Linked DNA regions of Mus musculus: regions 1, 2 and 3 are each linked to region 4. The links are chromatin contacts, called in public HiChIP or PLAC-seq and promoter capture Hi-C maps. All regions are on one chromosome and are shown on one strand. The core of a region is the stretch at or near the end of the contact, and the rest is flanking DNA. Distances in the headings are between cores, read along the strand shown.

The links. Promoter capture Hi-C pulls out the DNA fragments that hold promoters and counts their contacts. HiChIP or PLAC-seq counts read pairs in DNA pulled down with a chosen protein or histone mark.
Region 1: a contact with region 4 is called in a promoter capture Hi-C map of second pharyngeal arch cranial neural crest. The contact joins the promoter of Peli3 here to the promoter of Rce1 in region 4. A contact is called at or near these places in 14 of 39 promoter capture datasets (the 3T3-L1 cell line, the C10 cell line, the HPC-7 cell line and 8 more), 1 of 15 datasets of contacts at CTCF or cohesin (the NIH/3T3 cell line), 6 of 484 Hi-C or Micro-C datasets (CD8 T cells, bone marrow-derived macrophages, cerebellum and 2 more), 28 of 115 datasets of contacts at active chromatin or transcription factors (the 230-238 cell line, VIP interneurons, bone marrow-derived macrophages and 14 more) and 2 of 9 other capture datasets (adipose tissue and liver).
Region 2: a contact with region 4 is called in a FOXA1 HiChIP or PLAC-seq map of pancreatic cancer cells. The contact joins the promoter of Ankrd13d here to the promoter of Rce1 in region 4. A contact is called at or near these places in 1 of 115 datasets of contacts at active chromatin or transcription factors (pancreatic cancer cells) and 1 of 9 other capture datasets (pancreatic islet).
Region 3: an H3K4me3 HiChIP or PLAC-seq map of embryonic basal ganglia shows a contact between it and region 4, with 4 times the contacts expected there. The contact joins the promoter of Slc29a2 here to the promoter of Rce1 in region 4. A contact is called at or near these places in 15 of 39 promoter capture datasets (the 3T3-L1 cell line, 3T3-L1-derived adipocytes, the C10 cell line and 9 more), 4 of 15 datasets of contacts at CTCF or cohesin (the NIH/3T3 cell line, embryonic stem cells and large pre-B cells), 4 of 484 Hi-C or Micro-C datasets (embryonic stem cells, granulosa cells, natural killer cells and 1 more), 31 of 115 datasets of contacts at active chromatin or transcription factors (the 230-238 cell line, the SCID.adh cell line, astrocytes and 19 more) and 4 of 9 other capture datasets (adipose tissue, embryonic stem cells, liver and 1 more).

The regions. Positions count from the first base shown.
Region 1 is chr19:4,941,583-4,944,706 of GRCm38.p6, reverse strand. Peli3 (pellino 3) reads left to right here and starts at 1,615. Exons shown (of 7, transcript NM_172835.3): 1 at 1,615-1,769; 2 at 2,795-2,947. The coding sequence starts at 2,796.
Region 2 is chr19:4,281,303-4,284,702 of GRCm38.p6, reverse strand. Ankrd13d (ankyrin repeat domain 13 family, member D) reads left to right here and starts at 1,566. Exons shown (of 15, transcript NM_026720.2): 1 at 1,566-1,822; 2 at 2,399-2,534; 3 at 2,661-2,785. The coding sequence starts at 1,733.
Region 3 is chr19:5,021,867-5,025,403 of GRCm38.p6, reverse strand. Slc29a2 (solute carrier family 29 (nucleoside transporters), member 2) reads right to left here and starts at 1,398. Exons shown (of 12, transcript NM_007854.3): 1 at 1,127-1,398; 2 at 812-893. The coding sequence starts at 1,155.
Region 4 is chr19:4,623,973-4,626,999 of GRCm38.p6, reverse strand. It overlaps Rce1 (Ras converting CAAX endopeptidase 1), which reads left to right and starts at 1,355. Exons shown (of 8, transcript NM_023131.2): 1 at 1,355-1,567; 2 at 1,705-1,807; 3 at 1,904-1,987; 4 at 2,237-2,315; 5 at 2,819-2,986. The coding sequence starts at 1,383. It overlaps Gm960 (predicted gene 960), which reads left to right. Exons shown (of 15, transcript NM_001033447.3): 15 at 810-1,159. The coding sequence ends at 1,159.

The sequences.
Region 1 (3,124 bases), core at 366-2,865, 320 kb before region 4:
GTACCTCATCTAGCTCCTTCATTGGGGACCCTGTGCTCTGTCTAATGGATGACTGTGAGCATCTACTTCTGTATTAGCCAGGCACTGGCAGAACCTCTCAGGAAACAGCTATATATCAGACTCCTATCAGCAAGCTCTTCTTGGCATCTGCAATAGTGTCTGGGTTTGGTAGTTGCACAACTGAGTCCATCTCTAGTTCATGGCAGCTTTCAAAGTCAGGAGTTCATCAGGTTTGGCGGCCCTTGCTTTTAACTCCAGCTTTTTGGAGGCTAGTCTGATGATGTACATGGTGAGCTCCAGGCCATTCAGGGGTATACAGTGAGACTCTCAAAACTAACAAACAAGCAAACAAAGTAAGGGGACTAGAGATGGCTCAGTGGCTAAGTGCAATGGCTGCTTGCTCTTTCAGAGAGCCTGGGTTTTTATTATTATTATTATTATTATTATTATTATTATTATTATTAGACAGGGTTTCTCTGTATAGTCCTGGCTGTCCTGTAACTCACTCTGTAGACCAGGCTGGCCTTGAACTCAGAAATCCGCCTGCCTCTGCCTCCCAAGTGCTGGGATTAAAGGCTTGCGCCACCACTGCCCAGCTCTGGGTTTGATACTTAGCACTGGCATGGTGGCTCACAACTGTTTGTAACTCCAGTCCCAGAGAATTCGAGTTTCTGGCCTCTGTTGGCACCAGGTAGGCATACAAGTGGTGCACAACCATACACGGAAGCAAAATACTCATATACATGAAAATAGATTTAATATAAAAAAAATAATGAGTCGTTCAAGGGCTGGAGATGTTGGTAAGTGGTAAAGTGTTTATCAAGGTGTATGAAGCCATGGGCCAGATCCTCTCTTGGTTCCTTTGTAGCAAGCCATTTCTGTAAATCTGTTTTGTGGCATCGGGGACAGGGGTGACAGGCCACAATTATCGTACCCGCCTTCCAAGGATTACAGGACTTAATTTGCCCAAATTCAACCCAGAGAGCCTGGTACTGACAGAAGAAAGCCTGTGGCCCTGAGGGACCGAGCACCCCAAAGTGGGCTTTCCTTTGAGGCTTTGCAAAGGATAGAAGCATGCTGTTGGGAGGGGAGGTCAGTGATTCATGTCTCTGGACACCAAGGAGGCCAGAGCTCACTGATTGTTGCACAGAGAGAAAGTGGTCGCGCTGAACTGAAAGACAGATCTGCACTCGAGACAACCGCAGTGGCTTTCCTCAGCCTCCACGGGTGATGCACCTTCCTCCGCCTCTTCTAGTAGTTTCCTTCCCTCTGTTTGCTCTGGGCTTCTCTGTAATTCCGAGATTTCCCCATAAAGGAGGCGGGGTCTTGGAGCAGCGGGTGGGCAGTCGCTAGTCTTAGGTTGGGAAAAGGAGCCTCTAGATTACTGTGTGAAAGGAGGCTCCGGTCTCGGGGAGAACCTAGAAGACCCCAGAATGAGGGTGAGGTGTCCGGAGCCTGGAATAAGAGAGGGGTCTTGTAGACAACCTCTTTGGCTTCCCAGACTACAGCCAGGCTTAAGCCGCAGGAGGCGGAGCCTCGGGGTAAGGTGGGGCCTCTAGGGGCGGAGCCGGGGCGGGGCGTGGGGCAAGGGGTGGGGCGTGGAGGTTTGTGTGCACATCCCTCCCTCCTCCGGGCCTCGGGTGTCCCCGTGACGAGGCTGCACCGAGCAGCCGCGGGCCGGGCCCATCCCGCCGCGGCAGTCCCGGGGCGCAGTAGAGGTGAGGCGGGTGGGGGCCAGCAGCACACAGAGAGCCCCAGAACGCCGCCAGGTGAGGCTGGCGAGGTGGGGGGCGGGGGGCTGTGTTGGGCGTGCGTTGGGGGCGTGTTTGAGTATCTGGGGGTGGCGGGGTTAAGAGAGCGGGTCTGAGGGCTGGCGCCTGTGGCTGTTAGCGCGGAGGCGCGTCTCTGCCGTAGGAGTTCTTGGGTATGCTGTGCCAGTCTAGGCACTGCCCGCGGGACTGACAGCGTGCGCGCGCGTATTTGTGAGGGGCCGCCTGGTGTGTATCTGCGTATGCTGTCATTGTGCCCTTCCCGAGCACGGGGTGCAGGCCTGCCTCTGCGCAGACCTTCCAACGTTGGGGCTGTTAACAGCCTGCGGGCGACTGACTCTGCTGCAGGAGGTGCCCGACTGGGGAGCGCCGCCCCCACAGGCCTCCAGAGACCTAAGCGGCCTGAGGACCACAGACAGACACCTGAGGGAGGGAGGGATCTGGAGGCCTGCCTGCATTGCCAGGCTAAGATAGGGAGACTGAGTCAGGTGGGTGGTAAGACAAAGGCAGACAGATAGAGGAAGGATAGAAGTAGGGACCGGAGTGGGGCGAGAACAGGCAGAAAAGGACGTGCTGGGAGGACAGAGAGTCATTGAGAACAGACAGACTGACAGAGGCCTAGACCTGCTGCAAAAAGGGCAATAAGATTAGAATGAAGACAGACACCCAAGAACCTGACAGAGAGCTTAACTGAGGTCTTGGGGTTAAGAGCTTAAGCCAGGAATTAAGTCTGAGTCTAGAGGTCTCTTAAGTCCTGGCTGCCCCTCTGCCAAACACATTCCATCCAAAGTTGGTATATTGCTCTAACCGACCAAACACTCTGACTCTGATTTTGCCATTTGTTTCTTGGTCTTGTCTCACCAGTCTCCCTCCTTGGTATCCCAGCAACCTCACCATTTGGGGGAAAGGAAGTAGTTATAATAACAAGTGTTGACGGACCATTCTTGCCTTGTGTCTAGCCAGAGCCTGAGAGGAGCTGGGGTGGGAAGTTGCAAGGTTCTTTTCTCTTCTCCCACTGTGCTCAGAATGGTGCTGGAAGGAAACCCTGACGTGGGATCCCCCCGGACCTCAGACCTCCAGCACCCGGGGAGCCAGGGCTCTTGCATCCTGTCTTGTCCTGGTGAAGAAGCACTGGCAGGCGAGGAGCCCATCAAGTATGGTGAACTCATCGTTCTGGGGTGAGCCTCCCTAGTCCAGGAGTGATGTGCTTGGGTAACTGTCCCTCAGGTCAGCCAAGATAACAGTGTGCACCGGCTGCTCTCCCAGGACTCTCTGCTTCTTGCCACTTTCCCAGAAGAAGAGCAAAAGTGATCAAACCCATTTCTGTTGTTTTGTTTTGGAGACAGGGTTTCTCA
Region 2 (3,400 bases), core at 317-2,816, 340 kb after region 4:
ACACCCTAATATGGCAGCATGGAATACCTAAGACCAGAGGTGTCCTGGAAGTGATATCAGATGGGAGTGGACAAGCTGTCAGCTAGGAGAGGGAGGTCCATGTGGAAAGAAGGGTCGATGTCAGAGCAGTAAAGACTGGCGGAGAGATGCTCAAGACTGCAGCAAGTCCTAGGCCGTCCAGGGCCAGGGTGACGATGCTGAGGAGGAAGTCTCTGACAGAAGCAGAGACCAGCAGGACCTAACTGCAGAGCTCTGGACCTTTAGAAGCTCAGGGCCTTGAGTTCCTCCCAAAGTCCAGACATCGTAGATGACCTGACCACAGCACACACGGTGGGTAGCCTAGATCCCGGACTGCTATAAACCACCCGATCGCAGGGAGAAAGGTGGCAATCAGGCTGAAGAGATGAGGACATCCTTGGGCAGGAAGGGAACCTCAGTTAGATGGCCTTTCTCCATCACACTAAGTTTAACAGATAGGGAGGTGGAGCCATCCGATGAAGGTGTTTGCTGCCAAACCTGACAACCTGAGTTAAAGGATGGGAGAGAACCAACTCTCAAAAGTTGGTTTTTCACCTCCACACTCATGAGCACCCCCACACAAAAATGAATGTAAGATTTAAAAATAGAGAAACAGACCAGAGTCAGTTTTGGAAAGTCTGGTTTACCCCCTCGCCACCCAGCAAGACCAGGATCAGAGAACCCATGGTAGGACTGAAGATAACCAAGGGTCCCAACTAAGCTGGCTGGCTGCTTGAACCCTAGATCCTGTGTGAGTGGAAGTGCCAGCCTTGTTTCGAAATTCTCCTTCCTTCCCTGTTGGCAGTAAAATGCAGCCTCTGCAAAATGGACTCCTGTGGTGGTAGCGTGCACCCTGGCCGATCACCCAGCCAGGAAGCTGAGCTTATGTCCCCCAACCCCAACAATATTCCTGTTCCTGATTCCTTGCTGTCTTCCAGGCATCAAGGCCAGACAGATCCTCGGGAAAGAAAGCTTTGACTGGTCAGCATTAGGGGTTGCTGCGGGGTGCCCATCTCCAGAAGCTAAGCGCCTGTGCTGGCAGGGATGAGGTCAAGATTTCCCATCCCACCCGCCTATAAAAGACAAGTCGGTGCTGATGGAACTCAGGAGTGGGCTAGACAGAAGGACACATTGTCAGCGGGGGTGGGGGGGGGTGGGGGCGGGGGGGGCTGCAAGAACAACAGACCCTGGCCCAATCCCAGTGCCACCGAGCCTACCCCACTCCCCTTCCGTTCCCTCCTCCCTCACCTTTCTGACCACTAAGAGATTTGCCCAGGGCCTGGGGCGCCCCCTGCGGGCACGGGTGGAGCTGCAGCTATGCCCCGCCCTCCGGAACAACCCCACCGACCATGGCGCTTCAAAATGAAGTTCCGGCTGTTCCTGGGGCGCATGTGGTTGCCCTGGAGACTGGACAGCACCCCACACACACTCCGCCCGCCCCCAGCGCGCAGGCCTGCAGTGGTTGCCGTAGCTACGGGAGGCGAGGGTGTGCGAAGCCCGACGCCACGCCCTAACTCCATGTAGCCCCGCCCCCAGATCCCCGCCCCGCCCTCCCTGCCGCCTTCGCTCTTGCTGCGGCGGCTTCTAGCAGGGGTCCGCGGGGCTGCAGCGGGTGCGGCTGAGGTGCGGCTCAGAGCGGAGGAGCAGGGGACGTGCCAGGCGCAGGCCAAGAAGGGCTGGGCCTTTCGCTCGGGATGCGGTGCTGAAGCCCAGCATGGCCGGCCTGGGCCCCACCTTCCCGCTGCACCGGCTAGTCTGGGCGAACCGGCACCGCGAACTGGAGGCCGCACTGCACAGCCGCAAGGTGAGGCCCTGAAGGGGATCCGATTCGGTTGGTTTCCTCCCCAAGCCCCGGTGCCAAAGTACGGAATCTACTCCGCAGCTCACCGCCCCTGCTGTGCTCCGCAGCTGCATCCTGACTCCTTAGGTCCAGCTCTTTCCAAATCCCTGGTCACCTGCCCTCGAGCTTGAGCATTTGTTTAGCGCATCTCCCTTGGTTGGGCCTTGCTCTGCTATCTGCCCCCTTCGTATTGCGTTAAGCTCAGGATTCACCCTCATCACCTCTGAGCTAGAATGAGGACAAGAACCGTGTTCTAGCCCTCAAGCTGGTCTAAACTCTCAGCATCCCTAGCCTGAATCTGTCTTGCTAGACTCCACCACCAGGCCCTCAACTCTGGATAGCAGAGGGCAGAAGAAATGAGCAGTTCCTTCCCACTGGCCCTTACTGTCCCCTTTACCCCGACACTTTCCAGTCCACATAGGCCACACTCTTATCTTCTCACTGACCTGGTTACCCATAGTAACTCCAGCCCTTTTCAATCCAGTGACCTCCTTGCTTTGGCCCTCTCTTGCCTTGTATTGAGTGACCCATCTCCCTTAGCACGACATTGAGCAGGAGGACCCCCAAGGGCGAACCCCCCTGGAGCTTGCTGTGACCTTGGGGAACTTGGAGTCTGTGAGAGTCCTCCTCCGACATAATGCCAACGTGGGCAAAGAGAGCCACCAGGGCTGGGCAGGTACTGTGCAGGGCAGAGGGTCCTCCCTTGAGACTAGCTTCCAGGTTGGTGAATGGGGGGCAGGGGGAGTAAGTAACCGTGCCTGGGGGCGCTAAGAGGGCTACCCCAGCAGTTGCTCATCTCCAGTCCTGCAGGAGGCAGTCAGCACTGGAGACCCTGAGATGGTACAGTTGGTACTCCAGTATCGGGACTTCCAGAGGGCCACACAGAGGTTGGCTGGCATTCCAGAACTGCTCAACAAACTCCGTCAGGTATTACCATAGAGTAAAGAAGTGGGGTATAACAGGCGCTCCGTCTTCCTGTGATAAGCCTGGCCTTGGAGGAGTATCTAGGTTGTGCGAGACGCTTTCCCACCATCTGTGTCTCAACCTCTGCCAAGGGTCATGTAAGAAATATGGGATCCCAGGCCCATGCAGATGAGACTGGGTCTTTTGCAAGGAAGACATTCACCAGCACTAAGGGTCCCTGATACCAGGAATCTCTTGGATAGAATGGTAGGCCTTGGGTCACCTAGAGAATGTAAATTTCCAGAAAGGTGACTGGGTAGAGATGGCCTGGACCCTGGAGTGCCTAGTCCTGTGCATCCGAAGCACACAAAGGACAGAGGCACAGTTGTGCTCCTCACATGTGGGAAGGTCTGGAAGGATCATTGTGTTCTCTTTACAGATAAAGGACTCAGACACAGAAAAGACAGAGGACCTCGTAGGGCCCCACAGTGGGCTATGGCCCATGTCAAAACTAGCTCTAGGCCCCCAATGCTTATAACTTTTATATGTGTAGATCATTTTAGGGCCTACTTGGGCTCTCTCCTTGGCATGGTTTGTTTGGAGTGGGAGTATAGCTGGGCCACAGCAGTGCATCAGAAT
Region 3 (3,537 bases), core at 149-2,648, 400 kb before region 4:
GCTCTCTGCTTCAGGGTGGAATGGCCTGGCACGTGTCTTGTTTCATTATTAATAGCCCTGGCTCTGTGTCTCTCAGATTCAGTAGCTGATCCATCTTTGGGTATCAGGGTCCAGCACCGATGCCAGCACTCCACAGACACCTGGGAAGTTAACCCACTGAATATGTTTGAATAACCCTATTCTAAAGAAAACACAAAAGTTAGGCAGTGGTGATGCACGCCTTTAATCCCAGCACTCAGAAGGCAGAGGCAGGCAGATCTCTGAGTTCGAGGCCAGCCTGGTCTACAGAGTGAGTTCTAGGACAGCCAGGGCTACACAGAGAAACCCTGTCTCGAAAAAAACGAAAACAACAACAACAATAAAACAAAAAGGAGAAAACAAGCTATAGATTTCTGCCTTTCTATAAAAGAATGCATGCTTTGGGGAATCGGGCCTTCCTCCACATCTGTCTACAGTAGTTGCTCATTAATTATTAGTTGAATGACTGTAACTCATGTCATTGCAAAGAAAGCCAAAGGCTTGGAAAAAAGACACTTTGGAGTGACTGGCCAAAAATAACGACAAAGGGCATGGGATGGAAACTCCTTTGCTGGTCAGACTCCCTACGTGGATGGCCCTGCACCTCTGAGATCTGTACCTTCCTAAAAGTTTGCCTAGCCAGGGGAGAGGCGGTTCCCTCTATGAGGCTTGGTGCTGTCCCTGACAGGCTGAGCTGTAGTAAGTGGCCTGGTGAGGAAAGTGGCTCAGTTCAAGACGGCTGGAGGGATGTTGGTTTGTGGCCATGAGGTTGCCCAGCGGCCGCGGGTCTCACCGGGATGGCGGTAATGAAGAAGTTCCAGGGGAGAAGGGTGCCCAGTCCCAGAATGAAGAAGCTGATCCCAACCAGGTGGTAGCTGTGGGGATCAATCAGAAGGTCACCCCGAGGACGTACGCCTGGGCCGCCCTAGCCGCCCCTCAGTAGAACGGACTACAATCCCCATCACCCTGGCTCAAGCAGCTAAGGGAATCGGCTGATGGGAATTGTAGTCCCGTTCGTCTTTGAGCCCAGGAGCATCAAGACGAGCGGGAATTCAAAGGCTCGTGGCCACCTGGGCCACGGTACGCAGCACATGGGTTCCCACCTCACCTGTCCCGAGGGGCGTTTCCCCGCGCCATGGTTGCCGCAGTCCTATTGCACCAGGCCCACAGAAGGCGGCTGCACCTGCGCCTACGCAGGGCTGGGAGGCCGAAGGAGAGCGACGCTGGTCGGTGTCCAGGAATCCCAAGGTCGGAGCGCCGTAGCGGAGGGTCGGGGTTGGGTTACACTGCGGACCACGTTTTGCAGGCTCGGACCTCGGCTCCGCCTCCAGGGCGGGAACAAAGAGCCATTGCTCCCCTCCCCCGGACGCCCGCTCTCCAGACTCCGCCTCGCTGGTGGCTGTGCCTTTAGGGTATTAGGTTCCGCCTTCTAGCTTGCTTCCGCGCCTGAAGCTGTGTCTCACCGCCGTCCCTTCGCCTCGCACCCGTCTTCTCCTTAGGCACGGGTCCGGAATCTCTGGGGAAGGGATAAGGACTGCGCAGGAGGGAAGGGGTCCGGTGGTTGTTGGGCACAGTCGATCTAGCTGGGAGGTTCTTCCTCTTGGCGTGTTCTAAGGTTTGGAGCCCTCTAAGCTCTAAGCAGATTAGGAAGTAAGTCCGACCAGAAGGAAGAAGCCAGTGTCATCAATTGTCGCAGAAGGTCCCAGCGCGGTGCTCCGAGGGAGTTCCCCCAGAGGTCGAGGCACTTTTGCAAACGAAAATCCCCAACATATGTGGAAGACGGACAGATAGGCCCTCCTACGGTACCTGGGTCCAACAAGGAGGATTGAACAAAGGCTCTGGAGGGAATCGTGGCCCAGGTGACGTTCGGCCCCCTCCCCTGTAGTCGCCACTGCCACCCTCAGGAGTGCTTAAAAACCTAATTTTCACTAGGCGTGGTGGCGCACGCCTTTAATCCCAGCATTTGGGAGGCAGAGGCAGGCGGATTTCTGAGTCCGAGGCCAGTCTGGTCCACAGAGTGAGTTCCAGGATATATTCAGGACTATACAGAGAAACCCTGTCTCAAAAAAACGAAAAAAAAAAAAAAAAAAAGAAAAAGAAATATATTTATGTGGACTGGTGAGAGCGTTTGCTGCCAAGCCTGATGCCCCGAGGCCACGCCCAGGACCCATATGTTAGAAAAACTGAAGCGACTCCAGCAAATTGTTCCCTAACCTCCACACAAGCACAGTGGCACACGTGCTTCTAAGTAATAAATACAAATAAATATGAATATATAAAAGTATATATATACAAGGTTATATAAATGTGTGTCTTCTAAAGAATATAGTTTTTTAGAATGTTTTTCCTATGTATCAGCCAGACCATGCTGTTACTATCCCTGTTCTGTCCTGTTCCCGGAATCTAGCCACCAGGCTTGGCTCATCGAAGGTGGTTCCTTAGATCATGGTGGACTGCAGATGACTGTGTGGTACTGGGAACTGAACTCAGAGCCCTGTGCATGCGAGGCAAACACTCTTACCCCTGGGCTGCATCTAACCCTAGCTGGTGACGTTAGGGAAAAGACAGCAATGGATTACACTGGGAAAGACAGTTACTCTTTAAGTTTTCTTTCCAGACTTCCATTATGCCAAGAGGGACAGTCTTGAGTTCAGTTCTAACAGGTTTTCAAGGCCTCTTCATCCCCTCTGCCTTGAGCATCTCTCGACAGTTTTACCTACACACAGTTAGTCACTTGCATTTTTCGAATGCTTATTCTAATAACTATTACTGACCTGTTTCCTACTTGACAGTGATAGGAGAGTGAGTCAAAGTGGGACAGGGGGTGGGATGTTGCCCTGGCACCATCTTGAAGATGGAGATGAGGGTCTGGGGAGCAGTCTGTTGTCTTGGGCTGGGATGGAAGGGGATGAGGCGTTTCAGAGAAGGAACGGCCTGTACCAGGACCGGGGACAGGAGAGTGCTGGCACACTATGGGACATACTAATAGATCCCTTTGGCTGGGAGGAGTTGGATTTTACCTCAGATTCTCAGCTCAGCCTGACTGGGGATCTGTAATTAACCAATATTTTGCTTCTACTTTGTGGCGAAATGCTGTGCATAACAGAACCCAGGCAGGACAATTTTTGATGGCACAGTGACATCCTAAGGGAGGCAAGAAAGGAAAACACTTAGTAATAAAATAATAAGTATGTGATTGGTTAGTGCTCAGACACATGAAGCAGTCACAAGCTTAGCCCCTCTTTATAAAACCAGTTTTAAACACACGGCAGGGGCACCAAAAGCAGACTCTTAAAGGCCACTGGTGTGGGCTGGAGAGATGGCTCAGCAGTTAAGAGCACTGACTGCTCTCGCACAGGTCCTGAGTTCAATTCCCAGCAACCACATGGTGGCTCACACCATCTGTAATGGGCTCTGATGCACACTCTTCTGGTGTGTCTGAAGACAGCTACAGTGCACTCACATACATAAATACATAAATAATATTTTGCCGGACGTGGTGGCACACGCCTTTAATCC
Region 4 (3,027 bases), core at 106-2,605:
TGCATTCCTACTTTAAAGCTACTCAATAGGACTTGTGCGTTGTACTTAGTATGTGCACATTAGCCTTTCCAGAGAAACGTGCATTCATTGACTCAGGAGGAATCAGCCAAGGCAAGACTCTGTAAATCTGCACCTGCGAGGCTGGGGATGTAGCTCAGTGTCAGAGTTGGTTTGCTTGTCAATACCGAGTTTGATCCTCCTCTGTGTTTGTTCTTCCAAAACTGGATCTACTACGGATTAGTGATGGTGGTTCCCAACCTTCCTGACGCTGCCACCTTTTAATACAGTGCCTCGTGCTGTGGTGATCCCCAACCATACAGTTATCTTCAGTGTTACTAATTAACTGTCATTTTGCCACTGTTATGCACCACAGTGTAAGTATCTGATGTGCGACCCGCAGGTTGAGAACCGCTGAGCTAAAGCATGTTCACGAGTGTCTAATTCCAGCACTTGGGTGTTAGAAGCAAGATGATCACTTTAAGGCTAGCCTGGGTTTCAAGAGAGTCTGTCTGAACATCAACAACAAAAAGCTGCCTCTGTAGTAACTGCCTAGAACAATACCAGAGAGAGATTGAGTTGCTTATTGCCCGAAGCAAAGCTTAGGTTCAGAGAGGAACTTGAAATGCATATCACCTAGTTTGGGCGGAAAGTTAGATGTCGCCTATCATGGGAGGTCAGGTACTGAAATGTTTTCATCCGGAAAGGTGGAGCGGGAGAGTTAATTTAGAACGATACCCCTGCCCCAACAATCTCTGTAGCATTGGCACAAATCTTCGGGAGTAAGATGAAATGGGCTTGTTCTCTCCTAGAATCCATCGGGCAAGCAGAAAACAAGAGGCCCAAGAGGGGCAGCCCCAACCATGGCAGGGAAGAATCGCGAGTTCTGGGCTCAGCAAGAGACCGGAGCCCGCCAAAATCCGCCACGCGCGACCGCGAGCTCACCGAGGTCTCCCTCACTGCTAGAGGATCGCAGACCCAAGCGGCCCACGGCAGGGCCCAGGCGGCAGAGGCAGCTAGCCCTGCGGGCGGCCTGGAGGTACCGCAGCGAGAGCAGGGCGGGTGCGGGCCTGAGCTACCACCGCCGGGTCCTCACCACCGCCTCCTCTGCTCCCGCAGGACTTGTGGCTACAGGAGGTATCCAATCTGTCCGAGTGGCTGAATCCGGGACACAGGTCCTAAGCATTCTCTCTGAGACGCCCAGCAAGCCAAGGAAGCCCGGGACACGTGTGTCACAACTTCTGTATTTCAATAAAGCCGTTCCAAGCACAAAGTATCAACTATCGTGCAAGGGGAGGGGCGCCCGGGGGACCCGACAACTCGCGCCGCCGCCTGACGTCACCTACGCCGTCGCGTCACTGCCGCGCGCCACGGGTCCGGGCGTGATGGCGGCGCTGGGCGGGGACGGGCTGCGTTTACTGTCGGTATCGCGGCCAGAGCGGCAGCCCGAGTCAGCCGCGCTGAGCGGCCCGGGCTCGGGGCTGTGCTGCTGGGTGTCTGTGTTCTCCTGCTTCAGCCTCGCCTGCTCCTACGTGGGCAGCCTCTACGTGTGGAAGAGCGAGCTGCCCAGGTGCGGGGGATGCGCGCGCGGCCGGGATCTGCGCCCTCGTGGGGCGGGGCTGCGGGCGGAGCTTGGGCCGGACGGGGGTGGGGCCGCGTTGGCGTGGTTGCTGCAGGCCCCCCGGAACTTACTGTCCCTTTTCCTAGGGACCACCCCGCTGTTATCAAGCGGCGTTCCACCAGTGTCCTGGTAGTGTCCAGCTTGTCCCCTCTTTGCGTGCTGCTCTGGAGGGAACTCACTGGCATCCAGGTGCGAAGGAGGTGGGTGGGGCACAGGGCAGCTAGGGGAAGAATCTAGAATTTTGTGGGAGGGAACATCACTAACGCCCCCTTTCCTGTGGCTCAGCCAGGCACATCACTGCTTACCTTGATGGGCTTCAGGCTGGAGGGCATTTTCCCAGCAGCGCTGCTGCCCCTGCTGCTAACTATGGTGAGTCCTGCTTTATTTTTCCAACTCTGTTGTCACTAGTGTAATGACGTGCCCTGCTTGGGTACAGCTTTTGGCAGATGGAAGACAGGAATTATGATGTGGCCCCCTAAGCTTCTGGTGTACATGGCTGGGAAACCCTAGAACTCAGGAAACCTGAGGTCTGGTGAGGCTGACCAAGGGCATAGGTGTGGGCAAGGTCATTGGATTGTGGTAAAAGGCTTTCATTTTATGTTTGCCCCCCCCCCCCAGATCCTTTTCCTGGGTCCACTGATGCAGCTCTCTATGGATTGCCCTTGTGACCTGACAGATGGGCTGAAGGTTGTCCTGGGTGAGTCTTCAAGACTGAGGAAAAGGTAGGCACAGGCAGTCCAGAACACTGGGGAAAGGAGTCAGTGAGATGGTGTGATCTGGACTGAAGAGGTGAGATGTCACCTCTCAGCGTGTGTTTCCACATCAGTAAAATGGATTACATTGCTGAGTACCCTGTAAGTGTGATACTCAAGGAGGCCTGTCTGGACCACAAACAGCACTTGATATGGGCCAGACAGCATCTTCCCCTGCTCTCTCATCATTTGGCTTCCCCAAAGATTGGCCTTGGTAAAATTTGGGTGCCTCTGGAATTTTCTGTGACTCCCTCATCTACTGCTGCCTTCCCTTCCTGCTGCCAGCCATCTCAAGCCGTTGTAATTTGGTCTGATAAGGCTTGTTCCCTTCCCCATTCTGATTCCCAGGATCTCCTAAACTGAGTTTGGCTCGAGTAAATCTGTGGGAGAGGGCCCAGATGTCTCTAGTAACCAGGCACTCACTGCTTATCCTGAATATTCACTCTAGCCCCTCGTTCTTGGGCCCGCTGCCTCACAGACATGCGCTGGCTACGAAACCAAGTTATTGCACCGCTGACAGAGGAGCTGGTGTTCCGGGCTTGCATGCTGCCCATGCTAGCGCCGTGCACGGGTCTGGGCCCTGCTGTGTTCACCTGCCCACTCTTTTTTGGAGTCGGTGAGTCTCGCCCGTCCAGCAATGACGTTCCCAGCATGAGG